Regions from separate parts of the Arachis hypogaea genome. Here region 1 is linked to region 2. The links are chromatin contacts, called in public Hi-C maps. All regions are on one chromosome and are shown on one strand. Each heading gives the region's core, a stretch centred on a gene start, on an enhancer-like site or on the middle of the called end of the contact. The rest is flanking DNA. Distances are from core to core; before and after follow the strand shown.

Evidence for each region. A called contact is a pair of places that touch in the nucleus more often than the background predicts.
Region 1: a Hi-C map of leaf shows a contact between it and region 2, with 7 times the contacts expected there. The contact joins the promoter of LOC140183134 here to the promoter of LOC112784977 in region 2. A contact is called at or near these places in 2 of 8 Hi-C or Micro-C datasets (both in leaf).

What each region holds. Positions count from the first base shown.
Region 1 is chr20:103,860,150-103,862,849 of arahy.Tifrunner.gnm2.J5K5, forward strand. LOC140183134 reads right to left here and starts at 1,442. Exons shown (of 3, transcript XM_072231152.1): 1 at 920-1,442; 2 at 1-499. The coding sequence starts at 1,442.
Region 2 is chr20:103,601,110-103,603,809 of arahy.Tifrunner.gnm2.J5K5, forward strand. LOC112784977 (RING-H2 finger protein ATL74) reads right to left here and starts at 1,337. Exons shown (of 1, transcript XM_025828372.3): 1 at 1-1,337. The coding sequence starts at 350.

The sequences.
Region 1 (2,700 bases), core at 192-2,691, 260 kb after region 2:
CCTGAAAAGAAGCTCTTAACTGCTCGAAACACATCACCACTAAGTATGTTACACAAGCTTTGAAAAAATTTTGCTGTCATACCATCATCTCCTGGAGCACTTTGAGGATGAATGCTAAATGTTGCACGTTTTACTTCCTCCATAGTCACTGGTCTTTGAAGCCTACGGTTCATTTGAGCTGTAACCTTAGGTTCAAAATCAGTAAACAGAGGTTCAGGGTTCTCATGACAAGTGGAGGAAAAGATATCCTTGAAATAAGATTCAGCCACAGAAGCAATACTAGCATTTGAAGTAGCCACTTCACCATCACTGCCAGTTAGTTGCCAAATTCTATTCCTTCGGGTTTGATTTCTAAATTTCTGATGGAAGAAAGTTGTATTCTGATCACCGGATTTGAGCCATTTGACTCTAGACTTATCTTTCCAATAAGATTCCTCATTTTGCAAAGCTTTTTCAAGTTTGTCCTCTATTTCTGAAATGATATCACCTCCATGAATTCCTACTAAACGAAGTTCCTCTAATTCAGACTGTAGTAAATCAATCTCCACCTTCGAATTACATCTGTGTTCTTGCTGCCATCTGACAATCTTATGCCGACAACGCTTTATTTTTTGAGCTAGGATATACATGGATGAACCATCAATCTGTTCGTGCCAAACCTCTCTAACAATCTGCCTTATTTCATCATTAGAACACCATCTTTCTTGGAATTTGAATCGGCGTTTAGATCTCTTAGTTCTCGGATTAGAGTCTAAGAGAAGAGGGGAGTGATCTGAGCCTGATTCTGACAGTCTAAGAACCGCTGCATTGGGATAGAGTTGCTGCCAATCAACTCCTACCAGGAATTGGTCCAGTCTTTCCTATATCAACTCATCACCACTCCGTCTATTTGACCAAGTGAATGGTCTTCCGAACATACCAATATCAATTAGAGAATTATCATTAATAAACCTGTTAAAGGTTTTAATAGAAGAAGGAGATTTAGCACCCCCACATGCTTTCTCCAATTGATTAGAAATGGCATTAAAATCACCCATTAACACAATTTTACCATCGAACTGTTGGGAGACTGAAGTTAATTCAGCAAACTGAGCCATTCTATGTTGATCATTTGAACTGAGATAAACACCTAGAACACCATAGGGATCATTAGAACTAGCTGTCAGAACTGATGCCGCAATGAAGAATCTACCATGCTGTAAAATCTGAATAGTGCAACCATCCCTCCATGCCATTGCCAAACCCCCTGATAATCCATCCGGATCCACAATAAACCATTCTTTGAAACCACAAGATCTTAGTTTTCCTTCAACTTGTCGAGATTGATTTTTTGTTTCACAGATAAAACCAACTTCGGGAGAGTAAGATTTGCAAATCCCTTTAAGATTGTGGATTGTCAGGGATCTCCCCAAACCCCGACAATTCCACAAGAGTAGTTTCATATTTCTTTGGGTGCCACTTAAAGGCTGGCACCCTCCACCGTTATAGCAATTATATGAGGATTCTGAGTCTCTGATTTGTTGCTCATTGTGTTGTTACTTTGTTTGTGAATAAAACAGAATATCCATAAATTTGCATCTGTACTTTATAATTCACCCTTAACAAATGAAGTTAGTAATTTAAAAGTAAAGGCCTTGTTTTATCATCAAATTGGTTAATGCGAGTTAGTTATTGTGCTTACTGAACTTCATGATACTTTTCCTCCCATGTTCATATCATTCTAATTATATAAACCCTACATAACCAATTTGGGTTGGTCGAGTGGTCAGTTTACTCGTTTGCTTAAGCAAGTGTCGGGAGTTCGAACCCCACTTTATGTATGCAGCAATTTATTGATCAACGGTAGACCCTTAAGATTGGGAGATACCATTTGAATAAACCAAAAAAAATATAAACCCTACATGATATTAATTTGATTCAATCAACCAAATTATTGTCATGCATAGAAAGTTACTACCATTCTTTCACCTAGAAAAGGCTTAGGAATTTTAGTTGAGACCATTGGATTCTTTAATTGTATTACCATAACTTTTATTAGTATTATAGTCACATCAATGCATGCTACTTTAAGTTATAGAATTATATTAGTGTCCGCTTAATTAGTAGAATTAGATTTAGAAGATGTCAAAAGTAACCGACACTTAAAATTATAGGATTGTTTATTCACGAATTAGTCATTTGAAATGACTCATACGTGCTGCCAGTGATTACCAACTATAATATTGCAATCAAAAGAAAATACAGACAAAAAGAGAAGAGATTTTCCCCTTAGGTGGGTAACTTCCATTTTTCTTTGTAAACTTTGAATTTCTTTTTTCGTGGAAAGTATTAAAATACTAATAAAAATATTTTCAAAATTTATTAATGATAAAAATTATTTTAAAATAAGATAAAAATAACAAAATATATTACTTTTAATAAACAGTAAACAAATTTTGTGATTACAAAATTATTCATGTATTTAATCTGAAATTTAATGAGAATATTCAAATATTCAAATATCTATTTAAAAAAAATGTATCTAAAAATATAAACTAAAATTTGATCTTTAGATGATAATTTTTTATTATATTTTTGGCTATTAACAAAAACAGTTGGAAAAATTATCTATTTGATCTATAAATATTACAGTTTATTTAAAATATTTATTTTTCTAATAGGTTTTAAAAAACGTATCAAAATCTAAATCTTAAAATATTT
Region 2 (2,700 bases), core at 87-2,586:
GCACAATCAGTGGCTTTAATACAACTATTAGTAGCACCTGAATTACCATAAACAACTATAGGAATCTGATGCAGAGCACTCTTCTTCAGCCCTTTAACCGCTAATCGCGCTGCTGCTTCGTCCGGGGTCTCGAAAGCCAACCTTCGGCTACATCTTAGAGCGCAACGCACTATTGAGTTGAGTCCCAAAGCACATATGAGTGCACAGAGCAAAGCAGCCAAGATAATCACCATGTTGGTGTCGAAATTCGGGTCGCCTAAGGAGGAATCTTTTGTCCTATTTACATCACCAGAGCTTGAACTTGTGTCTAGTAATAAACGGTGTGGATGGTGAAGAGCCATTATATGCATGTTTGAAAGACACCAATGTTTCAAAAAACAAGAACTCAGAATTCTTGTACCCTTTTTGATGGATTGAAGGAGCGGAGAGAAGGAACTTTTTTGAGTTGGGGCAATAAGCGTTAGGATTCTTAATAGATAAAGAGTCTCAGAGAAGCATCTTTGGTTAGAAGGAGAAAGGAATCATAGAAAAGATGGGTGGTGTGGTGAATAGTATGTGATTGTTTTGAGGGTGAGAAAAACCAACACAATCACTTTTCTCACAGAGACATAAACTCAAACACATGGCTCTCAATTCACTTAATGATCTGTGTGGACTCTAATCCAATCAAAGTTTGTTCCACATAAGCAAAAGGCCATCATGCAAACTAGGACTAGATTTTGGAGCACAGAAATTAAGAGACTCGAAACTGTGATGCAGAACAATAAGGTGATGGTGGTGGTGGTTGTTGTTGATGAGTGGTTTCTAGTGTTTAGAAAAATGCAGAGGCAATATTATTATTGGGACATAGATATTATGTTATGAAATGAAAGCATGACAACAAAACCAACTACTACTTGTGTTTTTGGTTTGTGTGTGTATCACTTGCGGTTATTATTGCACTGAGATATATGTATGATATGACATGCAGATTGATTTGATTTTATATTTCTTCTTCGTTTTTTTAAGAATCAACAGAGGAATTTTGATTATGGCACCTGATCCCACCTAATCAAAAATTATTAGTAGATTATTTAAAAGAAAGCACTTATTCTAAGCACCAAATCCTTCTTCCACTCCTCCACTCAACTCATTAACTTGAAATAATGTTAGAAATAAAAATAGATGTTCACTCATATTTCTTGTTTTCCATTCTTAGATCGTAATCATAAACCAAAAACAATAAGAAGCTTGTTCAGGTTGGCTTTTGCTGTTTTGGGGTTAGGCATCAATCACAATAGATTTAACGCTACATATTCTTTTCTTAGTCATCTTATTGTTTGATTTTAAAATGAATAAAAAATTCATTAAGTTGCATAATTAAACGAAGTTATGTGTGCTAATAATAATCTCAAAGACAAAATTTATAATGGAATGTAAAAGACGTAAACAGCTGACGGTTTAGGATTAGACGATTGCGAAAGAAGCCAAACGTGCATACAAAATTTAAGGGGAAAAATCATACAGCGTGAATTGTGACATATAATTATCATCAAGGTACTATGGAGGATGTGACTATAATAGGGAATTTTTACAATGAATCTTTGGTGTTGTGGCATGTGAAGGTGTGGTTAGATTTCTACATCATGGGCCACTCTAACCCCAAATGAAGAGAAAGGTCCAATCTATGGGCCCAAGAAAAGGGTCCACAAAGTGGCCTAGGCTTTCAGATTTTGCATAATAATTTCATAGATAGACACATGTACCCGTTGGGTTGCCTTAACTCCATGCAAGCTCCATCAATGCCCGTTTGAGTGTTTAACTGTCCTCACCTACTTTGCTGAATTGTTGGCCCCTTGCTGAGACATTACCCATGTTCATGCTTCCATTGATTTTATTCAGTGGCAGGATTTTCTGGAATTGGCAGCTAGCAAAAATTAATTCATATCTGTAGATCAACTAAATTAAAATTTACAGAGAATTTTTTATAATGAAATTTACAGAGATTCTGGAAAATGGGAAAGCTTAAATGGGCATAGTGTAGCCCAACAACTCTTAGATCTACCAACATGGTTGGGCAACATCCTTGTTTTTGTCGTTGGCCTACATCGTTTACTGCATGTCTGCATCTGATTAAAATTGTTCACTCGTTCTGTTGTGTTCAGGGCCCAAAATTGGATCACCTAATTATTATCTCAACAAATATTGGTTGACGCGGAGAAGAAAGTAAAAACAGATCAAAACAAAAAATCTAGTGATATACTTATATTGGCATTTATACAATGATTGCAATAGTGATAAGAAAATATAAAAATAAAAAATCTAGCAATATAATTTTGGTGTCATTAATTGTATTTTTTTTTTTTGTTTATATAGTTCAGTTGTGGAGGGAAATCGTCGGTTATGAATTTTCACAAAATAATTCGGTTGTAACTATAGTTCCAAACCAACAAATAATCCTTAATCAAAATTTAATTTGTTTGTCACTTAAGTCAAACCCAATAAAAATCGAGAGTATTTAAACATTGGATCGTCTCTTAAGGAATTACAGGGAATTGTACATATTATTGGTTATGAGAAAGTATTTTTGGGTTTTTGAGATGATGAATCAAAAATGTAAATAACAAAAGAAATAAGCTAACAACTAAAAAAAAGTCTTGGCAAGGAATGAGAATTAGAATTCCTATCCTCATTATCATCCTCAATTGTGATGATTATTGT